Linked DNA regions of Sus scrofa: region 2 is linked to region 1. Evidence: chromatin contacts called from public Hi-C data. All regions are on one chromosome and are shown on one strand. Each heading gives the region's core, a stretch centred on a gene start, on an enhancer-like site or on the middle of the called end of the contact. The rest is flanking DNA. Distances are from core to core; before and after follow the strand shown.

Region 1 (5,590 bases), core at 1,428-3,927:
CAATTTCTTTTTGCCCTATTCTATTTTGAGTGAGGATGTTCTGGCTGACTAACATTCTCTTTTCAGATTCAATTGGATATGCTTCTCCAGTGTTTCTTGGCTCTAATTATAGTGGAATGTGCCTGTGAGTTGTCCAACAGCTGCCACGTCCTTGTGAAGGGTAGTGTCTTTTGAAAGTTTGTCTGTGGCTAGAAATCCTCAGCAAAAGTGAACTAGAAGTTGCCATATTTGTCTAGATAATTAAGAATGCAATGTGGTAAAAATGGGTCTAAGTTTCAGATGGGTGCTCTCTTTCCTACTTGAGTGTAAATGAAAAAAAAATGCAATTGGTTTGGCATTTGCATATTTCTACCTCCCAGGGGAAAAAAATGTTTTTCATTGTAACCATTTCTGACAGGTCCAGAATTCTCTAGAAGACTGAGAGGCCTAGCTGCCTAACAGGCAAGTGTTCAACACACCTGTAGAATTTAACATTGAATGAGGATAATATTTTCCTTCCCATTCAGTTTGGTAGATGTTTCTGGCAGTGTGAAATTATGAATCTTTATTTCCCTCATAATTTTCTTAAATAGAAAGAAAAAGAAAAGAAGAAAAATAAGGAAATTTTAGGATACGTTTTCCCATATTTTTCATTTTCTCCCAAAGCATCATTTTTGGGAAATCCTGAAGCAAATGTATTTAGCGTTAATAGGTATAAAGGACACAGCTCTTAAAACTCTCTAAACAAATTAGATATATTGTGGCTAAATGAAAAACATTAATAGTTCACCTTTTCCTGGTCCTTAATGAAAGAGCTCTTCTAAGAAATTGGAAGGAAAAAATAACGACATTTAAGAGGAGTAAAGTGACAAGTGCTAGTGGGACCAGTCCAGCCTTGAGGGCTGGTGACCCCCTCCCACTCTCCCATGGATCAGAAACACAGAACATCCAGTTGGACCAGAAGTTCTGAGGTTGTTGCTTTGTTTATAGTTTATAAAAACAAGCAATGCCACCAAAACACTTTCAATCATGTGCACTCTGCTCCGCCAGCACCATGTCCACCTTCACAGCAGAAAAGAATATTCCCAAATGTCTAAGTGGGGGATTCTTCCATGGTGGGAGGGTTGGTTACCCTCTACTTGGAGGGCTGGTCTAGGAGCCTGTCACCCTGTAAATGAGAACCGAGAGTTGGATCAGCAAAGAGTAGAACCAGATATGCAGATGGTTATTTTAACACATTTAAAAAACCCGTTAGACATGTGCACACTGAGGTATATGTAATGACTGGTCCATATGACGGGGTCCTGCTATACTGCACAAGGAACTCTCCCCAGTATTCTGTGATAATCTGTGTGGGAAAAGAATCTGGAAAAGAACAAATGTGTGCACATGCATAACTGAATCACTTTGTTGTACAGCAGAAATGATCATAACCTTGTAAATCAACCATGCTTCAATTAAACTTTAAAAAAATGAAAAGAAAAAACCCATCATGTGATTTTCTGAGAATCGTTGACAATGTACTTAGTAAAATGATAAAGGAGGAGAAATGAATGACTCAATGACTCAGGTGAGATTGACTTACTCTTTTTGTTTGTTTTTGCTTTTTAGGGCTGCACACACAGCATATGGAGGTTCCCAGGCTAGGGGTCGAATTGGAACTGCAGCTGCTTGCCTACACCACAACCACAGCAACGCAGGATCCGAGCCGCATCTGCGACCTATACTACAGTTCACAGCAATACCAGGTCCTCAACCCACTGAGCGAGACCAGGGATCGAACCCACAACCTCATGGTTCCTAGTCAGATTTTTTTCTGCTGCGCCATGACGGGAACTCTGGCTTATGTTTTAATATTAATAATAATCTGCATTATGTCTGGTGAGTAAAATTATCAGTATAGATGCTCCTCACTGGATGGTCCTCGGGGCCTTTGTGAAGGACATGTAGCAACAGCAGTGGCCCCACAGGTTCATGGAACTCCTAGTATCAGGCTCAGCCATGCTAACACCTGAATGCTGTTTCATTTAACCTCCTGTGGAGCTTGGCTTGACTATCAGATCAGGAAACAACTGTCAAAGGCTTAAAGACGCTGTGAATGGGGTCATTCGGGCATGTCACTCTTCAGTTTACATCCTAGGATGGAGTCCTAATGGCTTCGAATAAAATATAACTATGTGAACAAGTTATAAGCAATTTATATCTATGATGGTGTCATATTCCATATGTCCATGATAATGAAAAATCTGATCTACTCTTTTAAATCTTCCTACCTTATACTTCTATGTTTATTCCTCACTATATTCCTTGATGGTTACTTTTTTTAAAATTATAAAGCTGATCAAATCCGTAACCGGCTCCATTATCCTCCAGTTCTCCCACTTTACTGTGATGATAAGGATTTGGTGTGACTGTGCAAGGACTCACGCTGCCACAAACCCAGCCGCTGATGTTTCACTCTTACGACTCAGCTTCTTTCACTTTAAGAATTTTGCTCAGTCAAGTTCTTACATGATCCTCCAGCCATGAAAGTCAGCCAGCTCTGTAATGCCATCTTACAGATCCCGTTCAAATTTTATTGGTCACAATTTGTTTCTCTGAATTTGTATGCCTTTCAGATCTTCAAAGTTAGTGAAGCTTGCAGCCAGGAGGCATCTGTTTATAAAGCAGAGTGGGTGGTTTTTGGAAGACTTGCCCTGTGAGAACATGGGCCGAGGAGACACAGGCAAGTTCTCACTGAACTCACATTTCCTATTGAGAAGGGGGTCCTTAATACTTTTAGCCCTTTACCAATAGGAAAAATTAACGCCCCTTAACATTTAGCCTGCCCCAATACTTTGATCTTTGCCCTGACCTCAGCTTCCAATTACCGTGGGTTTATTTGTTCCTCATGTCATGAGCTGTGTGCTTCTGACACATTTCTGCCCTGGCCAGAAAACACACCACTCTTCCTGGTTGTTGCTTTAAGGTTTATTTGTTCCTCATGTCATGAGCTGTGTGCTTCTGACACATTTCTGCCCTGGCCAGAAAACACACCACTCTTCCTGGTTGTTGCTTTAAACCACAAGAAGACAGAGTTGTGTAGTCACACTCAGCCATGGTGTGGTGACCTAAGCCTCTGAGCCCAATCTGTGTGGGAAAAATGTTTCTCGTGTCCAGGAAACAACTACTGTGCGTTCCCTTGGTCACATCGCTACATGCCCTTGGACATCCTAGTTTGGATCTACAAGTCAGAAAGAGACTTCTTTCTGTGCCCCACCTCTGCCCCTACTTGATCTACCTTCACAGTGCTTCCAAACATAGATTAAACAAGCGAACATAACAAACCTAAAAAACAAAGGGCAAACAAACACAAAAAAAAAAAAACCAGAAAAAAACCCCACAAGAATTAATTTTATTTTCCGGAAAAGATTCCCTTTGAATTGATACATTTTATATTTCCAACAAATTTGTGAAGGTAATTCACAAATAAACAAACACATTGCTCTTCCTAGGTTTTAGGAAAAAATCATAGCTAGCTGAAGTACTGATTGAAAACTGTAAAATGACCTCAAGATATACTATACAACATCTGATATGTTTCAACCATTTTGACAAGGTGGTTGCATGGGTACCTCATGTTTGTGTTTGGAGAACTTTCTCATTTACCTTTTCTTCCTGCTGGTCCCCCTGAATCATGAGTAGGAGTACGTAGTGGCTGGCCATATGCATCCTTGGTTTATCTGGATTGGAAGACACACACCTGTGGCATATGGAGGTTCCCAGGCTAGGGGTCTAATCGGAGCTATAGCTGCCAGCCTACACCACAGCCACAGCAATGCAGGATCTGAGCCGTGTCTGTGACCTACACCACAGCTCACAGCAATGCCAGATACTTAACTCACTGAGGGAGGTCAGGAATCGAACCTGTAACCTCATGGTTCCAAGTCAGATTCGTTTCCGCTGCGCCATGACGGGAACTCCAGAAAGTGCACTCCTTAAAGCAAGATGAGCCAGTGTTGGTCAACCAGCATCTTTTGGGTCTGATGAATAGGCTAATCATGGGTCCACAGACCATGTTTTGACTGGGAGCCCTGTCATTCTGAGAATTTTATAAGAAGTAAAGAGATGTATACTTACCTTGAGGATGTATCTCCTTTCTTTAAAAAAACAAACAGGCCATTGAAAGAACCTCTCTCAAAGGCTACTTCTCATTCACTTCATGTTCTCTCATAGTTTCATTAGGGTGGAGGTAAGGGGTATGTTACTACAGCATCATGGGTAGGGATGCTACAGGACTTCAGAGTATCTTTCACACCATATTTATTACTGGTTATGTAAATAATCAATACTGCAGAAGTCAAGGACTGATGCAAAAGATTGCTCCTATAGCTTCTGTTGCCCTCATGTCCATACGTGGCCCTGCCTGTCTTCCCTTCATCAGGTGAATCCTATTTTCTCTAGCTGCTCTCTCCTCTACTGTTTTCCTTCTCCTCCTTCAAGGTCAACAAAAGCATTTCTGCCAAAACTTTTTCTTCTAATTTTGATTTGATAAAGTCAAATACCTTTTACCACTTCACTTGTGACGTTCTTCTTAGACCCTTTGCCTTTTGTATGCTTGCAGTTTGGGTGTCCATACTGACCCTTCTTACACCACTACTGTCTAATCATTCTACACTGCACCAGCATGTGCAGGGGTCGAGGCACAGAGTCAAGCTCAAGTTATCTCAGGTGGTTGGGGCTCACCTCAAGGACTCAAAGGGACAGAGTGGCCACGTAATATATTGTCCAAGTCAGGGCTCTTTGAGAATGAAGAGGGCTACTGTTAGGAACCCATTGGGAGAAAAATGTGCTGGGACTGTCCTGGCCACAGAGACAGGTCATTCTTTCCTCTTTCATCCTTCTCTTCTTCTTCCATTTGCTCCTCCACCATCTCCTTTTATTCTTGCCCTGCTACTTCCTATTCACAGAGGAAGTATATATGTCATCTATCTATCTATCTGATCATCTATCTCTCTTCCAGATCACCAGTCAATAAGTTTCTTCACAAATTTTTAGTATTAGACCAATCCAATGCTGGGCTCACTTGCTAAACTTCTGGGTAATTTTACAATAAAAAAGAATAGGTCTTAGGTTGTTTAGGACCTGGATGAGACTGACTGTGGAGACAGAAACGCAAAATACCAGTGGCTTAAATAACTTAGAGAGGTGCTCCCCTTTCCCATAAAGGTCTAAGCTAGTTCCCCTCTGCAAGGTTATAAGGAGATCGAGCTCCTCCTGTTTCACTGCTTCCCTCTCTGGGGTGCTCTTCGCTGCACACGGCCTGAGATGACCCCATTGCCTCCCTGCCAGTGGCGTAGAGGGCAGAGGTCTGAGCCTGTGCCCTTTAATGATATGTTCTACTACCATTCCTGCCCCTTCATGTCACTTCCATTCATATCTTATTGGCCAGAATGTGATTCCTGAGCTTCCGCTAGCTGTAGGGAAGTCTGGGGACTATTGTTTTTCCTCTGCAGAGTCATATGCATAACTAAAACTTGGCAATTCTATTAAGAGAGATCGGGAACAAAAGAGTATTTGGGGTGATCAGTGGTTTCTGCCACACTTAGCAATGCAACGCTGGAGAATGTAT
Region 2 (5,590 bases), core at 881-3,380, 480 kb before region 1:
ACCAGCGATGGAGTGTTGGTTGGAAGATTGGAAATCTCCTGCGTTTCTGGGGGAGGGTGAGTTGCTAAAACTGTTGGAAAGTTAGCCTGACATAGTTTTAAATTGTAAATGCACATACATTTTGACTCAGCTGTTCTACTATTAAGACTCAGTCTTCTGGAATAAATACTCTAGTGTGTAAGGCCACTTAGTTGTTGTGACCGAGAACTGGAAACCATGTAAATGCCCACCTGGAGGGCACCATTCATGCAGTGGACAAATATACAGCTGTTGAGAATGGACTGCATGAATTTGTATTGATCTGACCATGATAGGAGGTCATGTACAAAGAGCAAGTTGCAAGGTAATGTGCCCATTAGGACTATGTCTTTCTTTATAAGGGGCCAGGGGGAGATCCAGAATGTATATTTGTAGGAGCATAAAGAATCATGCAGATAAACAAACAGTTAATATTGGCCATCTTAGAGGTAAGTTTAGATGGTGAATGGGTACTGTGCATTTTTTTTCTTCATACAGTTCAGTGTTGCAGTGGATTTTTTTTTCATGACAAACACTTGTTACTTCTGGAATCTAACAGCTTCTAAAAAGATGTTAAAATGTTATGTTGAGAATGTCTTCAGTCTTATTTTTTAATGTATGTGCCATTTAGGAAAATTGATGGACCTAAAAGTGCAAGCTTTTCTGTATTTTCTAGATTATGTTGCTTTTAATAATCAAAAGAGAAAGCAGCAAATGCTATTGTAAAACTATTCTAAAGACCTCCACAATCAAAATTAAGGAAATAGACCCCTCTCCTCCACTTATATCTAGATTGCCAGCATTAAAAAGCAATTGTCTTGTAATGAGGTTAACTGAATTTTGAGCCAGCTCTGGTGCTTCCTCACTGTGTGATCTTGGGAAACTTAGGCCATATCTGTCAGCTTTAGGTTTTGCATGTATAAAAATGGGCTTAGAACCTATCTGGTCATGGCTATCATGAGAATTAGCTTATTCTCTAAAGTCTCTGTTGCAGTGCTTTTCAAATAGGGCTTGCCAATTAAGTCATCTGCTTTCCCCTTAAGCTTTTGAATGTTAGAAGAAATGTCCCAGTTCACCTGTCAGGGCCAGGGAGAGAGCTGTGGGCAAAACGTGTGTGACCCCTGTCTTTCTGGAGATTGGCTTTGGGAGAGAGTGGATAGTAGTCAGTAATCACAGGTAGAACTTCAAGTAGCTGTGGGGTTACCTGCTTGAGGTGAAGAACGCTTATGAACCCTGGCAGACAGCGGAGTTGGGTCTCAATGTGGGGGTGGGGGCTTGGGTGGGAAAGCCCAGCTGGGGAGTGGACTTTCCTGAACGCCTGGGTGTGCTCAGGGAAAGACTTGCTGGGGTGGGGATTGTGGCCTTGCTTCCCGCAGTGGAGGGCGCTGGGAGGGGAGAGAAACTCCAACACAGCCCGGTTTTGAAGGTTTCTGAAGATTTTGAACTAAGTGAAACAGGAAGCCAGTGAAGTAACAGAAGGATGACATGGTCAGATTTGTGTCTCTCACTGGCTTTGTGCCCTGTAAAATGTTTTTAACTTCCCTGAGCTTCTGATTCCTTAAAAATACTGTAGTGATAAACCCTGTTCTGTGGGCCTGGGGTAGGAGAAAGATGAGGCTTCTCTCAAGTGTCTGCTCCCTGCAGCTCACACAGGAAGGGTTTCTGCCTTCACAGACCTGGATCCTTCTCTTCCCTTCCAACCCCTACCCCAAACCAAGTTACCCTGTCCACCTCTGCTGGGGGGATGGTGACGAGGAGGAAACCCACTCTTCAGTTGTTTTTTGTTTCTTCGTTGGTTTACTTGAACTGTGTGTACACATGTACTTTTCTTTCTTTTAAAACGTTTTCAGGGACATATCCTTTGTCAGCTCAGGGTGACGGCAGGGGAAGGTACCAACTAAATTGGCACCATGCAGGGGTAGCAGGGTGCAAGCGCTTCCAGGTGTGTGTGTTACCCCCTCTTACTCTTGAAACTGCTGGAGAAAAAGCTTTCCATTGAGCAGGTTCTTCCCATTACTTCTCACAGAACCGTTTTCCAGTGATCTTTCTGATACCTTTCATAGCTACAGAGGACTTTGGCTACTGCCTACTTGCTTGCTGACCTAAGTCCTAATTTTGTGACCGTGTATTTGAGGATGTCCTAAGTCACCGTAGTGTGTGCATTTCAGCTCCCTGGCCCTTGGGGCTACCGTCCCATCACTGAACACTTGCCCTGGCCATTTGAGCCACAGTGCAAGGGGCTCGTTGGTTGAGCACATTTTCTCTATAGGGACCTACATTCCTGAAGCAGGAGCTTTTGGTAGGTTTCCTCACTAACAATGCATTGATTGAGAGACGAGGGTGGTATTCCACATGTGGAAGGAAAAACAGAAACCAATATACACTCAGATACACTCAAACACGGGCATGTGCTATAATGGATTAGTAAGCAAATACTTGAATATTTCAAAGACAAATAGGGTTGTAATAACTCAGAATAAATCAGAGTTGCTCAGAGTGCCGTTAAATAGGTTAAGCATTATTCCCTCTTTAAATGAGTCCTTCAAGTAGTAAATGACGTTGCTGAGATTTTTTTCCCTTCATTTATTTCCTATTACATGAAGCCTATGTTCGATTATATCAACCTAGAGCTACATCAGAGTTGCTTTTAAAAGAGAAAATACAGCTAAACTCTATAGAATAAAGCAAAAATTCCCCAACAATGCTTACAGTGATACTTAGTGATGGTTATTTTGTTTATTCATAAAGAAAGTTGACAGAGCTATTCTAGGGCTTGAATTATTTCCCTCACATAGCGACCTCTTCATATTCTGAATGACTTGTACAAGAGGGCAGGATAGTATGGGGATAAAACCTATCAGCCTGGAAGAAATTATCTCCACTTCTGGGTGTGGACACTGCATGGGGCTGCTGAGCACCAGGGTTTAAAATTCTATCATTAATAGAACTGCAGAGCAAATGGAGATTGTGAGTTTGATGTCTCCCTGAATCCTTTCCCACATATTTTCCCTGCAGTGTGAAAGTGGGCTCTCCTGAAACTGTGAAAGTATTGACCTTTGTCGCCAGAGACAAATTCAGATCACCGCAGTTGCCTTTGGGAGCTCTTCTTAATCTTGGAGGATCTAGAAAGACTTTATACTTTTCTGGTTCTTGTCTTAGCTGCAGTTTTGGTGACACATGTGGAGGAAAGGCCAGGAAATGTACATCCCCCGTCATGGGTGTGGGATCAGGAGTCTAAGCAGGAGGCACTGTCAAAGTACTCATCAAGCTTGACTTTAAAACAGAAAGACAGGGCTTTCTTTGGCTGGTTTGTAAAGATCTTTTTAGCCTTTCTAACCTGCAGTTGTGTTAAGAAAATGGGGAAGGAAGGAAAGAAGGAAGAATTTCAAAATGCGCTTATCATAAGACACTTGAGACTTGAGGCTGGAGCATATTTGGGCTGGTCACTGCTGGCCAAGGTGACTTGGGCTCCACAGTTGCCTCACAGTGAGGTGATCACCTACAGACGTCTGTAGGGCTTCTTTGCCATTCTAGGGAGCTCACGCTTAACTCCAGCGAGCATCAAGACGATCCCAAAGACTTATTGATGTGTTGGGAGTTGTTTTGATATTTTTTCTCTTTCTAGCATCTTCTAAGAGCCAACCGCTTTTTGACAATGACTATTAGATCGTATTGTAAGATCTATTATTAATTTTAGAGGTGGCCCTCATTCTACCCCCAGAGCAGTCACCTTGAAAATCTGTGAATCTGTGGCATAAGTAACATTATGTGCATAAGAATTTACATTAAAGTAAATTCTACCAAAAAAAAAGTCATTTTTAAAATGTATTATTACCCGAAGACATATAACTAGTAAATTGCTCTTTTCCTAAGAATTCTGATTTTTCTTAGGCTGATTTATCTAGGGATTCAAAATATGGATGCCATTGCAAGAATGGTAAGTGGAAGACCATTCCTCTCCACAGCTAATGTTCAGGTTTTATGGTAATGGAGCTTTTAGCATCTTGGAATTTTCTTACTTACAGCTATGACTTTATGTATAGAGCATTCATTTTCCACCTGCAGGTAGAGTTATTTGTCTGAATTGTTGCCCTGTTGAAATTTCCCAATACTTTTGAAGGGACCTAGACCATGAAAACACAGGTTGTCTGTCCCCCATAAAGAGGCAGATATGGATATCCTGAGGAGCAAGATTGCAAAGTAGGAGTTACACTTTGCTACCTAAATGACCAAATTCAAGATAATCAGAGACAATTTATTTTTGAGATCACCTCATAAGCTGATCAGTACATCAGACTGTTCAATGACATAGAACCACGACCGTGAAGTTTGTCTTGGGAGAACCAGAACGTTCCCCATGAACATCTAGAACTAAGCCCTTGGTGTGGAGCTGGGCATTCCCAGCCTGCAGTCCCTTCTCTGGCTGAGCCCAGTGTGTCCTGCAAGGACCAGGGTCCTGCCAACCAGGCCCTGCAGGTGTCCTGGCCTCAGAGGGAAAGAGCCACTGCTGTAGTGGCTTCAAGGAGCATGTTGAAGCATAGTGACATGTTTCTACTAAACAGTGTTCCCCTTTCTTTTAAACCTTTACAAGATTATCTAGCTCCGCTGGAAGAGTGTATGTTGCTGACAGAAATAAAGTGGGATGTATTGAAGAAAAATTTTCCCACTTAGCACGTTACCTAAAGTTTGAAAGCAGATTCTGTGTAATCCATATAATCATAGAAGAGGGGCCTGAGAGATGTGTACAATACATAGTTCTTTGGGTTACTGTGCTTCTCAATATTTATGTCCCACCAAAGGCACCTATTCGAAATGCGAGCTTACTAGCTTTCGCGCTCTTTGCGTGGGAATAAAATCTGTTGATGATTTTTTTTTTAATTTAAATGTGTTAATCTACATTGATTTCTAAATTTGTCATGGATATCTTAGCTGAGAAATACAGTTCATCACTGACTGTTCTGTTACCTGACAGCCACTGATAAAGCATCCAGGCACCGAGTGCCAGAAAAGGTTAATATTTATTGATTTTTATGGTGCTGCGACCCATGTAGTTTTGCCATCAAAGATGTATGGCCACCAGCACTGGGATCTGTAAAATTGTGAAATGCACACAGATTTTGTTGTGACCTATGCCAGTATTCAAGATTTAAAAAATGACAGATATTTAACAAAAAGCTGGAATGTGTAACTACTTTGAACCTGTGACTTGAATTTAATATTTTAACATGAAATACATGAGCACTTAAAAACTAAAAATGAATCCTTGCTTTGCAAACAGCAATCACATTTAGCCTTTTCTTCAACTTAACTATATGCTATTGATCCGAGAAGATGCCCGAGCAAGTGATAGCTGAAATTATGAGCAATAAAGGGCTTGCTTCTTTAACAAAAAGTGTATAATTAGCTGAGAAGAGGGGAAAGCCTATGTTTAGTTTTACAGGAGTTTCAAAGAAACAGTTTGAGTGCCACACCAGTGTTCACATGTAGCCAGGGGACAAGAAACTCGTGGGCAGAGAGGAGGAGGCTGGCGTTTCTTTTGGTCTCCATCTGTGTTTCCCTGAAGAGAGGCAGC

The links. A called contact is a pair of places that touch in the nucleus more often than the background predicts.
Region 2: a Hi-C map of liver shows a contact between it and region 1, with 1.7 times the contacts expected there. The contact joins two enhancer-like sites. A contact is called at or near these places in 1 of 5 promoter capture datasets (liver) and 4 of 47 Hi-C or Micro-C datasets (embryonic fibroblasts, liver and skeletal muscle).

Annotation. Positions count from the first base shown.
Region 1 is chr1:148,722,643-148,728,232 of Sscrofa11.1, reverse strand. No RefSeq gene overlaps it. Among named protein-coding and RNA genes, the nearest start is that of TSHZ1, 260 kb to the left of the region's middle. Within about 2 kb of position 2,677, at least 5 of the 83 cell types and tissues checked have an H3K27ac peak or open chromatin away from gene starts, as enhancers often do. A contact at or near this core is called in liver, where this site is marked.
Region 2 is chr1:149,199,716-149,205,305 of Sscrofa11.1, reverse strand. The region is part of intron 8 of ZNF407 (zinc finger protein 407); the gene reads left to right. Among named protein-coding and RNA genes, the nearest start is that of ZADH2, 220 kb to the right of the region's middle. Within about 2 kb of position 2,130, at least 3 of the 83 cell types and tissues checked have an H3K27ac peak or open chromatin away from gene starts, as enhancers often do. A contact at or near this core is called in liver, where this site is marked.